2 separate regions of the Sus scrofa genome follow, and region 2 is linked to region 1. Evidence: chromatin contacts called from public Hi-C data. All regions are on one chromosome and are shown on one strand. The core of a region is the stretch at or near the end of the contact, and the rest is flanking DNA. Distances in the headings are between cores, read along the strand shown.

Region 1 (3,322 bases), core at 220-2,719:
TCTAAACCTGATGATAAATGTCTTGTTCAAATAATGATTCTCCACATAGTTCAATGGCCTTTTGCCCAAACTGACTCCTGTGAGGAAAAGGGAAGCTCTGAGTTTAGAGGAGGAACCTGACATACAAAGCAAAATAAAAATCAGTTACAAGCCTTTTAAAATGTATGTTTCCCCTAAATTCATTATTTCACCTTTTGGATAACAGCTCTATTTTTTTTTTTCACCTTGAAAAGAAATCCACACAGAGTTTTTATTTAGTCTCTGTGACTTGATAACTTGCGTGATTGGTTGGTCTATTTCTCTTTCCTTCTGATGGTTGTTCATTAAGTCATAAAATACTACTATAGTTGTTGTATTGAAGTAGTCAAGTGAAATAGAATATTGTTTCTCTCTTAAACGTTATTTTCTGCCAACACAGCACACTTGTCAAAGGCACTGAATATTTCAGAAATAGGCATCACATAAATATATAAATAACTAGATAAATAACTGCCAAAACACTGTACATTATTTGGAGATAAATGTGAGCGTGCTGCAAAATGCAAGATTAATACTTAACATCTTTTAGACAATGTTTTTAAGCTAAGAAGTAGGTATCATTAAGATGAGATTCTAGAACAGAATTTTATAATATTTAAAAGTTCTTATTGTTCAATGAGTATTTTCTTTCTTGCTTTTTTTTTTTTCCTTTTAGGGCTGTGTCTGTGGCATATGGAAATTCCTAGGCTAGGGGCTGAATCAGAGCTACAGCTGCTGGCCTACACCACAACCACAGGAACACCAGATCCCAACCCACTGAGCAGGCCAGGGATCAAACCCATATCCTCATGGATATTAGTCAGATTCGTTTCCGCTGAGCCACAACAGAACTCCCAGTGAGTATTTTCTAATAGCTAAGTAAAAATATAGCATGATCCAACTCTGTAAAAAGACTGAATGATTAAATAATTATAAAAATCAAAGACCCCTCTGTTCATGTTAGGAAGCATTTTGAGCTGCACTGTAAATAAGGGCTGGAAAGAACATCTTCAACTCAAGAAGCAATTAAGACCAATGCAGCATCGTTTTTGGAAAGCTAAAATGATTATGAGCTTGAATATGAAAATTATAATGCCCAGTTCTCTCAGACAAATGTTGTAGATACCATAAATTAGACACCTATGGTTGAGAAAAAGAAGATCAAACAAATATTGTGGGCCTTGAATCATGACAAGTCAATGCAATAGTGTGTTTTATTTTGGAGGGCAATTCCATATGTTAGTAGGCCAGATCTGTCAGGTCCACTGGCAGGCCATCCTGCTGTGCTTATCCTGAGTGTAACACACATCATGCAGGGATTTGGATGTAGAGAAACCAGGGATACTTCCACTATGTGTCATGATCATGAGAAGGGCAGAGCCTGGCTGCTGTTGACAGTCAGGGATAGTATGAGCTGGCTTTCTGGAATGGTAGCAGCAGAAAATTCAGTCAACATATTTTGACCTTCAGAGTTATTCAGGCACATTCTGATCTCACCAAATGGGCTGATAAGGGTGAAGTACAAACTTGGCGTCCAACAGCTGTTTCCAAACAACCAATTGGAGGCGGGGCAAAAGATTGCTTTTTTCTGTTTTTAGATACAGTCTGTGCCTTTCAAGGCTAAGACTTCAACAGCAATTTTTCCATTGCATAAAACACAAAGAGCTATCCTTTTAAATGTATCAGCACACAGCAAGGCAATGAAAAAAAAAAAAAAAGGAAGGAAAAGAAAGAAAGAATAACTTAAATGCTATGGGGTGAAACCAACCAGGATCTGAGGCCAAAGCACTATGTGAACATTAGATTATGCAGTTGATTCAATTCAAATTCAAGTCAAGCTGGTTCAATGTTTCACTTAAAATCTTTTGTCCTTTTTTGCTTGTTCCTTATCATGAAATCTGATCTATTTGTAGGTTTAATGCAGGGGACAGGGAAAAGGCTGACCTAACCTTAGTATTATAGGGGATTGCACTAAATGTGGGAGTGAGAGCAATAATTCCACAGCTTCCTACTTGGAAATGGGCCCAGCTTGAAGAAATAAAAATAGAAGTGTCTGAATGCAACTAAAAAGCTCAGCCACATGGAATTAAAATGCCAGTTCCCTTCAGCCTTTCTTTTTCTTTTTCCCCAGTCATCAGAATTTCAGAGCCTACAAATTAAAAGGCTCCTGCAGTCAGTATCTTTTTTGGTTACCCATCGCTTGAAGTGACATTGATCCAATATGACTGCGTATCTAGTATGCAGTATACTATATGTACATATACTGCATATACAACATACAATAGCTTAAACCCTATTATTCTCATTTCTTCTAAACAACGATCAGGTTTAAAATGTAAATAAATATATAAATATGCCTAAGGGGCACTTAAACTCCAGGATAGTAATTAGTTAGCAGATGGTCATCCTTATGATTCCAGAATGTACTTATATTAACTTTCTTTACTTTCTAAATAAACACAACACTTCAAATTGAAAAAGGAAAAAAAAAATTCCTAATGTTTTACCAATCTCTGGTTCTAATTTGCCCAAGGGCTGCATTTAGCATATTTTCAGTATCATATATTCAAAGTAGAAGAACTGGAAACAAAAAACAGATTTAGGAAACTAAGAGTTACCATTCGCATGCAGGAGATGATAATTTGGTGTATCCCATGATCACTACATACCTTAATTGTTTTTATGAATACGTCCATGTTTTAACTGATGTCTTCTGAATAATAGATATATCTTGATCCTTTCAGAAAAAAATGAACTTCTCTTTCTCTCCAGCATATGCTAGTGTGTTTTGCCTGAACAGGATGTCTTTGAAATTAAGGGGCATTCTTTGCTTAAAAGAGGTATTTAGGGTGCAAGGAGGAATGAGAATCTGACCCAGGCCATTTTAAACCCATGTTTATCTAGCCTTCATCATTTTCTCCTTTAACATATGAATATAGTTTCCAAAACCACAAACCTCACAAGTGTTTAGATCCCAGACTTGTAAACAGGTTTGATTTCCTTTTATTGAGCGTCTTCCTTCCTCATCCCTTATTGCATTCAGCTGGCTCTAATTCCTTTTCATGTACTTAAAGAAATGAAATATTTTGTCTGAATTAAGAATAATCATGTGTTTGAGAAGATCAATCATGAAACAACAGAAAAGTGAATTGTTTTCAATGGATCTGTTTACAGTGACTGAGCAACTAGGGTTTAGATGAATAAATAAAAAGGCCAGTAATTTTATTGAGTTATATTGTTCAATTTCAATTGTGTCTCTTAACATAAACAGCTCAGTGATTGATGTATTATTGAATATTTGAGG
Region 2 (3,737 bases), core at 314-2,813, 71 kb before region 1:
AAAAAGAATGAATTTTAAATGGATCTGAATTTTTATTTACAAATATAATTTGTAAACAGAAATCAATTTTGAATTTTATAGTTCTGTTACTGAATCCAAGCTCCTGCGGCTCATTGCACAATGGGTCAATAAATCAAGAGATAAGGTGTGGGTGCAAGGAATAGTGACTTTATTTGGAAAGCCAGTATATCCAGAAGATGGTGGACTAGCATCCTAAAGAACCATCTTACTCACGTTAGAATTCAAGCTTTTTTAATACTAAAAAGGGGAGGGGGTGTGGCTGGTTGTTGCAAATTTCTTGGCACAGGAATCCTTTGCTCTTGCCACCACCCAGATAAGTCTGGTCAAAATGTTCCTATAGATCTCCAACAAGACAAGTGTCTGTCCTGCAACTTTTTTTTATCTCTATAAAAATGGAAAAGTGCTGTACCTTCAAAGGTAAAAGCCTTGAAAACACGCTATCATGTGGCTATCATGTATATTTCAGGCTATAGGAAATATTCTTTCACAAAGGTGCAGAGCCAGCATGACTAAGCACAGGGACAGAGCACAAGGGTTAGAACTAAAGAAATAGACATGACATGGAAAAGTTTGTTCTTCTCTGTTACAATTCTGGAACAAAAATATCTCAGCATTTTCAACTGTTAGGTTGTTCCTGCAGTATATAACGAGGATTAGTGGTACTGATAAGTTCTTACTTTCACCTAAAGGCCTTAGAGAGTCAGATGCTTTGTTTCTAATGCTGGAAGATGCTTTGCTTTTCTCTAATATTTTTATGTTTTAAATATCTAAATTATATTTATGTTTTATTAAGTCTTAATATGGATTTGTCCTGAGTATTATCATACTTGACTTTGCAGTTTTTCTTCCTTATATTTTTTGAGGGATAAAGATTACATTATTCTTTTTTGATTTGAGGGATATCCACTTAGGATATTTTTTTCAATCCTCAGTGGCCTTAGTTCAGGACTTAATAGAATTAAATAGCCAAAGAAGAATATAATATAATCTCTATAATTATAGCTTAGATTATTACTCAAATTTTATTGACATTTATGGATATAAAGGTATATGGATATAAGGCTCAAAAAGGATACAAAGCCCCCCCCAAATATTTTAGTACTATGAGTCTTAATATTAATTATCAAAAAATGTCATTTCTTTATCTGAGAATTCCTGCTACTATTTATATATAAATTATCAACTTTAAAAATCATCATTATTTGTGGAAACAGTAAGTGCACTTTTATATGCAGGCAACAAATGAAAGTTTAAACATATAAAGCACATCACAAGGAAATTTTTATTTTAAGTTATAGCTAGAATTCTACCTATACTTGAAGATACTATAAAACATTAACCCATAAGATATTAGCAAAAAAACAGATGGTATTTGCCTAAGACTACTATTTTTATGCTGATTAAACATAATGGACCCTGAAATAACTAAATGATCATTATTCACAAACAAGCTCAGAGCTACCAAAAATTAAAATAAAGTATATATTCGGTCTTCAGTTTTCCAAATGCTGAATCTGAACACCTGAACAAATATTTGAAAGTCCCTGGGTCCAAAGCCAAACTTCTGTGCATTTGTTGCCAGCTGCTAAAATACTGGTATCAACTCTCTGACCTACTATTTCAAAAATTATATGTATGGCAGCTAATCCCTTTTCTCTTCCTTTTTATTTTCTTCTTTATATTCATATCCCTCTCTCTGCCCTTCCTTTCCTAAGCAATTCCATCCAAGCAAGAAAGGTAGGAGTCTACAATGGAATAGGTGGGGGAGGGGGAGGATAGCTGCAGTGGCAGAGCTGACTGTCAGAGTCCAAGCAGGGTAGGAAAGATGTACCCATAGGTCAGATGAGGAAGGATGAGGAGTTAGTATCTAAGTGAGTGAAAAGGGTGACCTGGGAAGGAGGAGAGGGGTTGGGTTTCAAATGTAAAGTGAAATAGTTTCTCTCCAGTGGGGCCACTCCCATTTTCTTTAATCAAAGCTTGCAAAGTAAACCTTTTCCTTCATCCTTTTACTCTTTCTTTTTTTTTCCTTAGTCACACTATAAAATTCCACAGAGGTTTACTTATAAAAAGACTGATTAAGGAATGGGGGGTAAGTGATTCAACAAGGATCCATAAAAAGTCTTCTCTTCTAATTTGTTTAATTGTATGATTCTGAAAAACTACTTTAGTTTCCCTTTGTTTATATTTTCTCATTTGTACAATTGAATGGTGTAATTTTTCTTTCCCAATCTGTGGAAATGCTAAAGACTCAATATTTCCTTGGAAAGATTTTGGCACTCAGTATATACTACACAACAATACACACTCTTGGGAAGCATTTTACCCAGTGTGGAGATTAGTACCATCATTGACTCTGGATTGATGACACATTTAGGCTAAAATCCAGGAACCAGCCAATTCTCAGTGGTCACTAATGCACATTAATAACTTCCATAGTTTTCTAGAATATGCAAAAGAAAACTAGAAAGGATGAGAAATTATGATTTGCACTTTTGTTCTCCAAACTATTTTCTTATCACCTTTCAGATGTCAAATCCAGTTTATATGGATTATACAAACCACATAGTATTTTTTTTTTTGTCAAAAGCAATTATTTAACAATTGATTTGGGGTTTTTTTGGCATTAATAACTTTTCTATATTAATGACACAGTCTCTTCCAATTTGAGTTTAAATTTAAAAACCTATAAATAACAGTCACAAATTCCTTAGGTCACTGGAATAGATATGTCTTGGAGTTGCAGTTACAGCATACCAAGTGCTCTCTGTTGAAGATGTCAGATGACAATCCGTAGACAAGGTCCAGCATACATGGATATGAGCTCGGTCAGGTTGACAAAGTTTTCAGCTAATAATTGAACTAGATTTCTAATATAGGAGGCAAGATGTCTTGAGCTCAGCCCAGACCCCACCCTTGCCTATGTATTGACCCAGATCTAATTCATACATTTATTTACTGGCTTAGTTTTAGCACATATTACAATTTGCTTATGATTTAACATAAGTGCCAAAGTGACAAACTTAATAAGGTGTAGGAAATTAGGCATGCTGGTAAAATGACTTGAGTAATTTGAAACTATATAATTTCAAGTATATCCCTAAGTAGGTGACAATTACATTTACCAGTTACTGAATCACAAAGCAACTTGTGCAAGAGAAAATAACATGGGTCTGTGTTATTCTTGCCAAACATCTATATTCACTCTAGTGTAAGAAAATATCAGTAATTTTTAGCTAATAAGGTTATTGCAAAAACAAAAAGTTAATCTAACTGCCTCTGAGTCAAAGTTAGAGGCAAATTCAAGTCTCCTGATTTTCACTGATATCTGCTAAAAGAAATAGAGCCAACACTATGTAATTTGATTGAAAGAGTTTTAATTACAGGATATAAAATGTTCTGTAAATGAGCCATTATGCATTTCCCACTTTGTTTGTTATTTCAGTGAATAAAAAGTTCAAAGTTGGGCAAATTTTTAGTTAAGGCACACGTTACATTTGCTAAGAAACAGTATTATCTAAAGATCATGCACTGGTTTGGGAGCCCCAAATTCTAAATCCTTTAGTTCTAGGAATTCCTACATGATCTTAGGCAAGCCTTCTCTCAGCACATGAGTCTTTGCAGCTTATAAAATAAAGACTAATACCTGCTGTAGATTAATCCCACTGATTATATAGATTTAAAACACTGATGTGTAAAAGACATTGGACTTTTTTGGA

The links. A called contact is a pair of places that touch in the nucleus more often than the background predicts.
Region 2: a Hi-C map of liver shows a contact between it and region 1, with 2.7 times the contacts expected there. The contact joins two enhancer-like sites. A contact is called at or near these places in 3 of 47 Hi-C or Micro-C datasets (embryonic fibroblasts, liver and skeletal muscle).

What each region holds. Positions count from the first base shown.
Region 1 is chr1:24,529,197-24,532,518 of Sscrofa11.1, forward strand. No RefSeq gene overlaps it. Among named protein-coding and RNA genes, the nearest start is that of CITED2, 620 kb to the right of the region's middle. Within about 2 kb of position 1,470, at least 28 of the 83 cell types and tissues checked have an H3K27ac peak or open chromatin away from gene starts, as enhancers often do. A contact at or near this core is called in liver, where this site is marked.
Region 2 is chr1:24,457,653-24,461,389 of Sscrofa11.1, forward strand. No RefSeq gene overlaps it. Among named protein-coding and RNA genes, the nearest start is that of CITED2, 700 kb to the right of the region's middle. Within about 2 kb of position 1,564, at least 2 of the 83 cell types and tissues checked have an H3K27ac peak or open chromatin away from gene starts, as enhancers often do. A contact at or near this core is called in liver, where this site is marked.